Linked DNA regions of Zea mays: region 2 is linked to region 1. Evidence: chromatin contacts called from public Hi-C data. All regions are on one chromosome and are shown on one strand. Each heading gives the region's core, a stretch centred on a gene start, on an enhancer-like site or on the middle of the called end of the contact. The rest is flanking DNA. Distances are from core to core; before and after follow the strand shown.

Region 1 (6,261 bases), core at 1,964-4,463:
GTTACATGCAACCTGATCATCATACAAATTTCCTTTTGACTGTATCACAGTAATCTAACTACCATTAGTACTATTTGTACAAAAGGTTGCAGGCAGGGAGGTCATGGATGCTATTGAGATCCTCCAGGGAGAGCTCCCTCTCGAGCTGCTGCCTTGTGGCCTCCAGCACCTCCTGCACATGCATCCTAGCTAATGATTCATCATCAATTAACTCAAACAAACAAAAAAAAGGACAAGCATCACCCGCTTATTACTTTGAACTGCATGTACGAGGCTCGCATTGCTAGCCACTGGGCGTCCATCATCTCGAACGCTATGCAGTACAGCACGTCGAATGCATCCTCGTGTTCTGCCCATAGTAAAATAAATAAATAAATAAATAAATATATATATATATATATATATATATATTAAACTCTCAATCAGGTAATGGATGGACAAGTTACAAACCACTCTCTGTCCTACCTACCTGTCAACACTTTGATGAAGTTAATCCCTGGCAAAGACTTCGGGCGCACTGAAACACAAGAAAAGGCAAAAAGGAAAACTGTTTGAGCACAGTCAGCAACATCTTCCTTTCTTTCAGGTATCGCACATCATCATCTGAACCAATAAGCAAATTAGACCAGCACAGCTCAGTTAATGGAACCAGCAATCATTCGTTCAGATGTTGCTTTCAAAGAGATAGTACATGCACAACCATACAAAACAAAATGAAATAAACATAACCCTTTCTTTCTTTCTTTCTTTCTTTTCTGTTTGAAACCACATGACGGTTCTGGCGCGAACTGGCTTGTTCTGTGTGCTTGCTGTTGCTGGTATGTATGATCAGGCTGGGCAATCATGGGTGGCAGGGCAGCACAAGGCAGGCATACATGCAAGGGGACGAGATGATCGGTTAGCAGTTATCAGCACCAGGCCACCAGCTGTGTCCACCATGTGCCTATTATAATATAATGCATGCTCATCGTCCAACAGTCGTGATCAAAATCCAAAGATTCCACGTCTTGAGAAAGGAAACAAAACCTGATACTATACTTGCAATGTGCCTGCACAATGATGATGCGGGGGCCGTTTGACTCGTACGAACGCGATGCACATGCATGGTGGGCTACGTACTCTGATTACTGCTTTTATTAGTGCTTTTGACCAAAACAAATCTGATGATACATGTGAATTCTTATTAATTCTAGGCAACTGGACAGTTTCACATGTAGAGATCAGATGCCATGCCCAGCCACACAAAAAAAAAAATCCTTTTGGTCCTTCTGGAATGGTTGACATGCATACCTGAGTTGAGCTCCAACAGTTGAATCAGCATGTATGAGATGTTTACACCTGCGACCGCAAAGGGGTACTCCCACGTAGTTCGCATTCCTTGCTGCTTCAGCATCAGTCTCTTGAAAGAAGCCTGCTTAATTGGTGGATCAGCCACCAGCAACCATCAGATCTATATGCATGGACACTTTGCTCACTTAATTAGTAAGGAGGACTCCATTCGTTTTTTATTATTATACTGCAGGATCCATGAATCCAGATCCCACCCACCCACCCACCCACCTCTTAGTTTCTGGCACAAATATGTGTATATTAATCATTAAATTAAAGGGGAAAAAAGGACCTACCGGATACGTTCTTGCAAAAAACAAAAGGTTCTCAAGCGAAACAAATCCACAGCCCCTGGAATCAAAGTAACACGATATTGTTAAGACGTACTCTTCATCTGTCAGGGAAATGCAGGACCAGCAGCTGGTTGCAGGCCTCTAAAAGGAAAGGAAGTGTGAAGCATATTTTCGACAACCTAAAATAGTGCATAGAGAGGCAACAAAAAAACTCGGATTAACCTGAAATCAGTTGCTGGGTTGACGCCCTGCCACCCCATGTCTTTCCACTGTTCCGAAACTAAGCTAGTGAGCTCTGTATCGGGAAAGGAGGCATTCCATAGAGCCCTAAGCGAATCCTAAATCCAAAGCACACAATATTATAAATTTCACAAGTCAACATCGGCTCAAAGTCAATATGAGGGTATAACTAACTAAGCAAAACAAAGAGCAAAGCTAGTTGCATTTTGAAGTCTCTATCTACATTGTGCTAAGTGTTGCAGAATACCAATTTTGTTTCTAGATTACTCTAGAGTAAGTTTGAAGCCTCTATCTACATCATAGGGACACACGGATTGAAATCCGTATTGATGATAAAGTACTCCTCGTCGTGAAGCTAATTGAGTCGAGAGTTTCCTCACTTGATGATCCGTCCGAGTTTCGTCGTAAGGTACATTTAGCCTTTCCTTCAGACTTTGCAGTCTCTGTTCCTGAATGAATATTTAAGACCAGGGTTATTTCAGGCGTAGGAAGAAACGCAATTAAGCTTGCATGGTCCATGCCATTGTGCTTATTCTATTTCATTTATTGTTTCCCTAAAAACAAGAGACGACACAGAATCATGCATGTACTATGCCTAATAAACACATCATGATAACGATGGCAGTGCATCTGTACCTGTACAGGGGTTAGATCAAGCACTATCTTCTCTGCACTGACTTGTCGCCTTTTGCCTGAGCCGCTGAAAAGCCCTCCGAACCATGCCCGATTTCCAACCATAGTAGCATCAACTGCAATGAGGTCATTATAAAATTCTCGATTCAATATTCCTCAACATGAAATGGACCTTTTCTCTATGCAACCTTGTTGAAGAACGATTATAGAGTCGATAACAAATGTACAAAAGAAAAAGAATGGTGCTCCGCCCTACCTGTTGTTGGCGTTGAAGTTGAGAAGGAAACGGAATGCCCATCAAATTAGAGGAGGCGCCCTTTCTTTCTTTACCAATAATAATGTGGAGATAGTAGCTCGGTAGTAATTATAACAGAAATCAATGAACGCGAGGGGAGGGCGGCGCGTCAGGAGCTAATGTAGTAAGCAAGAAAGCATGATCCTCCATAAATCGCAAACATGCGGCGGACCCCGGTGCCCCCTCGCTGTCTGTTGCTTTGGATCTGGAGGAGGCATACGCACGCGCGCGCGCCCTTGGTTGAGAGGGGGATTCGACGGGATTCTCCTGCTGGTGCTGGATGATCGACGGAGGGAGGAAGTTGGAGAATTGGCCTCCGTCGACCGCCCAGCCCTGCCCCTGCGAGACCGAGACCGTCGGCCGTCGCGTCCTATGCCAGCTCAAGGCGGCCTGCTATTTCTCTCCCTCTCGCTTTCTCTTCCCCTCCCCCACCGCGCATGCCGCCCAACCATCCACCCACACCCTTTCGTTTTTGCAACAACATTAGAATCACAAGGCCCAGCTCAATGCAACCATCTATGCTCGCCATGGGCTTCATAGCCAACGTTCTACTGAATCCTCTTTAAAGATTATTATTATTATTATTACTATTATTATTATTATTACTATTATTATTATTATTACTATTATTATTATTATTATTATTATTATTATTATTATTATTATTAGAACATCCAATTTAATTTCCTCCACTATTGTTACATTCGATTTTCCTTCATGAATTACAAACCGGTTTTCTTTAAATCTCTTAACTTTTGTGATTTTTTTAATCTTAAGTAGTTTTATTAATGGTTTTACTAATATAACACAACGCCAATACACACAAATCATACTAGGTTATAAGTTTAGGGTGATAAATTTGTCTACAAATATTTTACAGACAAAAATACATTGTGCACTTCTTCCAACTTTGCCTCGGACTCGGGCCCACTTGAAAACTGTGGTTATCCCAGTGAAAAGCTCTGGTGTATGTTGCAGGATAGAGGGAGTATTGTGAAATCTCAAAATAGTAGATTTAACAGAAGATAGTTGGATGGTGGAATCTCATTCATATTCTTCGAACCGTTCTCTTTTATCGTAGCCATAGGGCTTTAAAGCTGTAGAGAAAATTGTGATTTAAGGGTAAACTCGGATGCGTCTTAAATATATGTTAGGATCAAATCTCACGTGTATAATAATTCATGATACAAAAATCAATGTCACATATTTATTATATAATACGAGTTATGTACAAAAATAGCTAAATAAATACATCATATGACGACAACGATCCTTCACAACTATAGTTGACTGAGAGACGATAGCCTAGACCTCTCCAAATTTATCGTAGCATCCTTCATGCTTCTCATCTTGCAGTACCTATTCTTGACTGATGTGATTATAGCAAGTGTGAGCTCTCATATGGTCATCGCTCAGTAAGTGTGGGATATAATTTGTATGAGCTCACTTACGGTGGGGTCTCATGTGTAGTGTAAGGCTTACCAAGGAAAATGGTTAAGGTTGAGTGTTGCTTTTAATAAGTTGGTCAAAATTTTATTAGCAATTATTAAGTATAAGTGTATATCAACCAAATTAAATAATTGATCACAATGATGAATAAATCCCACAATGCAACACAATATATGACTGGTTAAATTTAATTACATAAACTACTCATGTGAGAGTCCGAGTCGCTTATGATCATGAGCACGGCTGATATAATTGTTTTACACTCTCATATATTGTCCATCTTTACCCACAAGCCATGTTACCCATTTTGCCAAGGGGTCTCGACTCTCGTTCATCTATAACGAGGAGACGAGGCAGGGTAGCACTACAGGGCCTTTCCAAAGTTTCACTAGCACAAGAGAACCCACTACGGATTCAAGCAAAAAGGGACGATATAGGAATCTCTCGTCTGAAAAGCTATCGTAGACAGATCGACCTGAGAACCTCCCTATACCGGCAGCTTCCCACACCCCACTTGCCCCTTTTGGGAAATAATTAACTCACACTAGCTTTCCTAATTAATCAGTCAAGGACATCCTATTCCACTCTTGTGGTAGCACTGTTTCCTCGGGTGGTCGCTCCATGTTCCAATTAACCAAAACAATCTTATCATGAACAATAAATAATCCATTGACAATTAAATAGTTAACAGTGGTAAAATAACATGATCATGATTCATATGTAGAATAACACACAAAACCACGTAGAGCAATATCAAAGCTATCCAATAGTTCATTTGTATGCAAGGTGTAGGAAAGACAAACTAGATAATCTATCATGTGCCATCATCTTAACCTAATAGTGTCACGATGATTAATAGAACATTATTAGATCAAAGAATGTGATCAAGGACAATGGCATAGCTAGGGGCTATGCCAAGTATGCCCTGGCATACCTCCATGTGTCCAGCATATACACTATATATACAAATATATTTATAAAAAAAATTCAAAAATATCAAAGTATGCCCTGGCATGCCTCGGCGTGCCACCCCCGTTGGCCCCCGAGATCGCCGCCGCTCGCACGCCCGAGGAAACTGCTGTCGCCGCTCGCTTGCCCGAGGGAACCGCCACCCCTGCTAAAATCTAATCTCTCGCGGCCTGGGGGTGTTTTTATAGCCGCCCGAACCTGGTGTGGCTGAAACGAATGGCACTGTTGAGCCAGGGCTTTCTCTAGTTTTTGAAAGCCCAGAGCTCTAAATATACAAACTCTCTCTATATATATAGGTGAGGATATTGAGCGCCCTGGACTTGCAATAGGACACAGGAAGCCCTAGCCAGCCCCTGCACCATCGGATGAGCCTGGACGCTAGCCCCTTCTCGCATGCGTCCCATTCCTTGCATGCGTGCAGTTTGTTTACATTTGCATGCATAGAAATTAGGAAGGGTATTCGTTAACTGTTGCATGCATGGAAACAAAAAAATCTGATTTGAATGTTTTCTTTCGTTCACAAATATAGGATTTCTATAATAGCCATGCAGCTAGGCTCGTTAGAAACATTTTATGATATATACTAATACAAATTATATTACACAGTGTAGGTATTTATGCAATACGATACTCTGCGTAGAAAATCAGTTTCCTACTGCATGTGCACAAATTTAGGATGGCAAGAATATGAGTTGCGAAGAAATTAATTGACATGCATGGAAACAAAAAAAAATCTGATTTAAATGCTTTATTTCCCATAAATATAGGATCTCTCCAACACGGTGTAGATATTTATGCATTGTGGTGTACCGCGTAAAAATCTGTTTCCTACTGCATGTGTACAAATTTAGGATGATAATAATGTGTGTTGAAAGAAAATGGATTGACATGCATGAAAACAAAAAATCTGATTTAAATGCTTTATTTCATCCATAAAAGTAGCATCTCTACAACAGTCATGTAGATAGGATTGTTGGAACCAGTTTATGACATATACCGATACTAATTATGCTACACGATATAGATATTTATAGAGTGTGGTAGACCGCGTAA
Region 2 (6,261 bases), core at 2,339-4,838, 440 kb after region 1:
TAGCAAAGTGAGGCAACATTGCCATGGGGACAAGGGATGACAGTGCCAAGTGGAGGGTAGAGGCAGCAGAGGCGAGGGTGTAAGTTGTGGCAACATGGGCGGAGGAAGGTGGGGTGGTGAAGTGAATGGCATATGATGAGCAGAGCTGTTGCATCAAGCGACTACATCACGATTGGTGAGATCTCGTATGGTGAGACCCTAGGGATCGAACCCCATACAATAGTGGTTGTCAGTGGTGAAGCGGTCGACTAAGGGTGCGTTTGGTTGGTGAATCAATTAGAATGGAACAGCTCCATTTTAGTTTTTGAGAATGGAGTAGTTCTATTCTGCGTTTGGCAAACAGAACAAAGTCGCTGCACTTTTTTGTTTGGATGAAGAGTATAAAAAAGCGGAGCCACTCTGTTTTTGTTTGGTTGGAGAGCCATATGAGGGCTAGTTGGGCAACAAATGGACAAAAAACCTAAAGAAGTAATCCACCAAGAGGATTTTAAATGACACTTCAATTTCCGGGTGTATTTCCATGCCACTGTTTGGCAACCAAGGGGCTAAATACCCATCTTGAGACAAAATATTTCAGAAAAATCACAAAAATCAAAGAAAAATAGGAAATATTTAGAAAAATAAAAAACACAATGAAACATCACTAAAAATCTAAAAAACATGCATCGGATATGATCATCTAATATCCTACAAAGTTTAACTTAAATATCATCTAATATCCAACAAAGTTAATATATCCATCATCACATCACATAAGATCATCTCCATTCACACGTACAAATAAACAATATAACATAGAAACATAGTACAAGTCCCTTCGTTATGAACTTTGACACTAGAATAAATTATGAGTTTAACTCCTTTTTTACAAGCTTCATGTGGACTGTCGTTCTATTTTCCTTCTCCATGTCAGCTTCATGTGTTGCTTCCAATTAGCACTCTACAAATACCAAGTGACACCAATTGACACACAGTTAGTTTACACCATGTACCAACATTTTACAACTAGGAAATGACAAAGCGAAGAAACTTGCAGAAGTATGCATTAGTTTACAGCTAGGCATGTAGTGCAGAACATATAGATATACACTGTCGTACAGTTCAGAAAAATTGCTATGTTCATTTAGCTCAAATATGCACCGTATGCACAATGAAATACCCACAGCCAGGCATTGTATGCACAAATATGCAATGTATGCACAAAGATCATAATGCTATGTTCCAAGTATCCTACAAGCTACTTTACTATTCAAAGATGCAGTTACGTAAATTGGTTGTCTAATGATTTTGACACTTATGGCAGGAGCGTCAAAGTTTCCAAAATCATGAGTGAAAACTAAAAAACAATAATACAATATGGACATATGTAAACAATATGAAGATGTTGCTGCTAACATGTTCTATAGATTGACAATCATGTATTAGTTGTCCATCTTGTATTTAAAATAAAATAGCAACTAGTATTAGCAACAAAATATTTTCATGAATTGGTTGAAGCCGATTGTAGCCATAAATTAGTATAGTATAGATATATAGAATAGAATATAGACTATTATCGATGGTTTTAGTATAGTATAAATATATAGACTATTACTGATAGTTGAAGCCATCAATTACAATTTGTCAGCTGTCAGCATATCTAAACAGTGATTACTTATTCTGAATACAAACAACGGCCCACTCGCTAGTAGCGACCTCGCACAAGACATAATTAGCTAATTGAGAGGCACCCAACAGTATGGTAGCAAAAATTTGAGAACAACTAAAACAAAAACAGAAATCCGTGAAATACAAGAATTGGTTTACTACTCCATTCAATCACGTGAACATCGATTTCAGACTAAAGACATGTTTGATTCGCTACCTAAGTTGCCACTTTGCCTAACTTTTCTGTATAAGGTTAGGGGCATGTTTGGTTTGTGGCGTGTGGCGCCACGCCACGCCTAAGTTGGGGCGGCCAAATCGGCCGCCACAACTGTGGCGGGAAAAGTGTGGCTGGTGGCGGCGGCTTAGGCCATGTACCAAACACGCCCTAGTTATTCAATTTAGACGACTAACCTTAGGCAAAGTGTGGCACATTTAGCCACAAACCAAACAGGCTCTAAACCCTTTAAATTCTAAAAAACTCATCCACTAGAATGAGGTCCATAGAATTAAAGCTGTGGACAGAAATACCGTAATTTAATTCCTCTTCAATTAATTCTTGTCTTCGCCATTCGATCTAGTAGCCATCACATTTTCATAGACTGATGAGAGAGGTAGTGACAGATTGTGAGTCGTTGCCCAATAAACTGATGAACGAGGTTGATGGATACATGTCTAAACAACAACTAATCAAGATCTAAAGTATCTCGACAAGACCAACACCAACTCCTTCTGCTGCCACTAATGCAGTGCGGCGAGCGTAACAAGGACATCAACAAACCCTAGCTAGAAAGAGAACTTGCTCTTCCACTGCTACCGACTGGGCATGCTCTAGCATATGCTTCCTCCCTCCCATGGGTTGAGAGGAGACAACCGTCCATGGCCTCGGCGTATGGCTGCCACTGGTGGACAGGGTTGAGAGGAGGCGACCGTCCATGACCGTCCAAGAAGCGAGAGTGGAGAAAAACAATCTTAGCATGACCAAGAAGGGTGCACAGCGATCGGTGGATTTACCCGATAAAATCTCCGGCGGAGGGGTGCGCGACGACCGGTGGAGCGGTGGCGGCGACCAGCGGAGGGGTGGCGTCCGACCGGCGACCCTGATGAGACGAGGTGAGACGAAGAGACGGGGATCGTCGCCCGACGTGTGAAGGCTGGATGATTTTCCACGTGGAAGTTGGGCTCGGGGTGGGCCACTATCCCCGCAGAGCAGGCTTCCAAACAAGATAAAACTGTGGCCCGTGGGAGTTTAGCGCGTGAGCTGCTGACACAGGAAAACGCTGGGAACCCGACGAGGAATTAGGCTGCTAAACCAGCCCTGAGTGTAGAGGGGAGGAGAGCGGAGGAGCGCTCGCATCCAGTTATTTTATTGGAGCGAGAGCATTCCACTATTTTTGGTAAATTTTTATATGCAGACTTTAGGAGCCGCTCTACTGATATTTTGTTGAAAATCAAACATCCAAAAAATAGAAATGGAGTCACTTCATTCTTCTCCATTCCTAATCAAACGCGAGAATATTTTGGATGTCATCGAGAGCAACAAGGATGGTCTTGAGTATAACCGTGTCACCTACTGACACATAGAGTGGACCTATTGCTGATAACGATGAAAGAATGAAAGATGGGGGTATAACCAATAACATGTCATGCCCTGAAGGCTAAGTACATGGACCAATTCAACACCTCAAAAACCTCAAGCCGTGTTAATTATGGACAGAGCTAACCCAAAATCCAATTGTGTCCGGACTTGCTTAGGGCTTGTTCGTTTGCGTCGGATTGCACCCGAAATCGTTCCGGCTAATCAAAGGTTATATAAATTAGAGAAACAATCCGGTCGGGAATTGTTCCGATCCACCAATCCGACACAAACGAACAAGGCCTCAGCCTGTGTCGGACCGGGTGGCCCCATATTTAGGGTCGGCTCTGAAGCGAGAAGAATGCAGCGTGTGAAAAGCTGCCGTATTTTTTTCTCCCTGTGAAGGGAGGGAACAGCGTCGTCGTGAGGTAGGCGGTGACGGCGGGGGTAAAATGACTTTCGAGGGGCTCTTGTCCAGGATTGACATCTTCTTCCTTGATTTTTTTCGATATTTCCTCCCCGCGGATTGGTCTATTCAAAGGGAGAAAATTCGTCGGGTTGATGTCAGAAAAGGGGAAGAGGAGACAGACGACGGGTGGAGAGCGAGAGAAGTGGGGAAGGCGAGCAGAGCAACAAATCAAGTCTGTTTCATTTCAGCAATCAGCACCAACCCCCGTCCAATCGCTGCGGCTGGATGATTGGGCAGTGTCAGCCTCGCGTTCGTTCATTTAATGTTTCTGGTAGCGGTCAATGCGGGATGGTTGGGTGGCGGATTGGTATTTTGGGACTCCATGTACTACTTCCTGTCTTCCTCCACCTTCCCGGAGAAGCAGCAGAGGAAGGGAGGGTGAAAGAAGAAATGGTCGCAAAGAGGTGGAGGGAAGGAAAGGGTCAATGCTGCTCGGTGTCCCTCAACCTCAACACGGGCGCCCCTACTTTACTTGCTTGTTCCCGGTGTCCCTATCACTCTCAGAGGTGGACGATGGATCGTCCCTTTCACATTTCACACACCCTCCGTTGCCATTTCAATATTATCCTAGTCGCCAGCGTAAGCTCGCCGTAGCTACCTGCTCTGCTACTCGACCGCTGGCACTGGCGCGTTTCTTTATTGCTTCGTCCCCTTCATCCGGCAACTCCACTGTCAGCGCCCTATTCGGCTCAATCCATCCCTCTGCTTGGCGTCCTCTCTGCTGCTTGATTTGCTACCTGTACCTGGTGCTGGTGAGTTCAGCTTTCTTCTTTTTCTTCCCATACTAATACTACGAAGTTGCTCTCGATTACTCCCTCCGTTTCGTTTTAGTTGTCGTTGGATAATAATTAAATTATCCAGCGACAAACTAAAAAGAAACGGAAGGAGTACTTTGCTTAGCTGCAATCTGCAAGTTTTTTTCTTCGTCTTCAGTTGAAGAAATATCATGCCATGCCATGCCATGCCATGCTTTAATCCTTTGATGAGCGCATACTCAGCTACGGTGCCGTGCCTACAATTGTTTGTTAGGGATGTAGCAGCAACATTTCATTGCCTGTGAATTGGAGCAGCAAAGGAATTTCTTTCTCCACCTTGTACTGTGTCTGTGTTCCAAAACTTTCTAATGCCATGTTTTAGGCCCTTATCATCCTACTGTTTATTTGTTTTTTTACTTCCAGTTCTTGTGTATATTGGCGCTAATGGTCACCAAGCGCCTACCGATTGATGCTGTTATAATACAAAACTTACTCTTTTAAGTTTCATATAATATAAGCTGACAACTGCACAAAGAATTTCCAACTAACAAAGATTTTTTCCCTTTTTGATGAATACTTCTCATAAATTTGCCAGCCGCTTTATGTATCTTGGTTTTGTTGCCCTTTATGTATCTTGGTTTATTTTGGTGCCCTTTATGTATCTTGGTGCCCTTTATGTATCTTGGTTTTGTACAACTAACACCTACTTCACTGCTCCCTAACAGGGAATGGATTCTGCTATCAGAGGGATCCTGCAAGTGTGAAATCTATATATTCTGGACAAATGGGGCAAAATATGTTACAGCCACAAGTGCTCTGCCTGTGCTCCATTATCCTCACGTTATTTTTTACCCTTTTGCAACCGACCGCTGCACAGATCACTGCACCATGGGAAGGTAAAATCCTTCTTATTCACTGCACTTTGCATGCATACCCATTACTCGACTTGATCTCTGCATAATCGTCATTTGTGCCCATTTCACTTTTACCTTGTAAACATGGCCCTTAGCCCCTTACTTTGGTGGAGAGGTGTATACAATTCAGCAGTACTACTTATATTATCACAATTGTTTTTCATGCCTTCAATTTTTTCTTTGCAACATTATTCTCAAACTAATTCATCTGCTCTGCAGTTGATGCCCTCAAGGCTATTAGGGGCAGCTTGATAGATCCACACGGAAATCTTAGCAGCTGGAACCGAGGAGATCCATGCATGGGAAATTGGTCCCATGTTATCTGTTACAATGCAACAGGCAGTGATGGATACTTCCATGTAAAAGAATTGTATGAGCATAAGCGATCTCTTTGTCAATCAAGTGCTTGTTATATTCCACACTACACCTTAACATTTGGTTATGAGTTACTTTTGGTGATGAGTGACTAAACCTGAACTTAGTTTTGTTATAAATTTGTTTACTGCCTTAGTAGGCCAAAAGTTTGCACCTGGATCTTTTTTCCAACATTTTTGGGAAGATAAAAATTGATTACCTATTAACTGCTATCACACATTCTCTCTCCAAAGCAGAAATATGTTGGAGCATTCATTATACTCTTCCTGATTTGCATTGTTGGAAAATAGACAATATTTTGTTTGGAACATAATGTGTTAATACTATTCTGTTATGACTGAAGTTAGCTATTTTTACAATCAGATGTAATTACTGTGATTCTGTGCACTTGTTTCACTTGACCACATCTTCCATCCACCAGTTTCCTCTCAAAAGCATAGGAGAGCAACATGTCATTTCAATAAAGAAGAGAATAATTTACAACCGCAAAAAAGCCCACCCCACCCCACCCGCCAGTTAATTCCATAG

What was found. Hi-C and Micro-C count contacts between places; a contact is called where the count stands out from the background.
Region 2: a Hi-C map of leaf shows a contact between it and region 1, with 9 times the contacts expected there. The contact joins the promoter of LOC103646897 here to the promoter of LOC100192852 in region 1. A contact is called at or near these places in 4 of 25 Hi-C or Micro-C datasets (ear, leaf and root tip).

What each region holds. Positions count from the first base shown.
Region 1 is chr2:117,645,099-117,651,359 of Zm-B73-REFERENCE-NAM-5.0, forward strand. LOC100192852 reads right to left here and starts at 3,214. Exons shown (of 8, transcript NM_001138042.1): 1 at 2,752-3,214; 2 at 2,499-2,611; 3 at 2,243-2,311; 4 at 1,845-1,960; 5 at 1,626-1,680; 6 at 1,291-1,411; 7 at 470-517; 8 at 1-349. The coding sequence starts at 2,600. The coding sequence ends at 240.
Region 2 is chr2:118,081,563-118,087,823 of Zm-B73-REFERENCE-NAM-5.0, forward strand. LOC103646897 (probable LRR receptor-like serine/threonine-protein kinase At1g06840) reads left to right here and starts at 3,589. Exons shown (of 20, transcript XM_008671521.2): 1 at 3,589-4,441; 2 at 5,170-5,340; 3 at 5,578-5,728. The coding sequence starts at 5,229.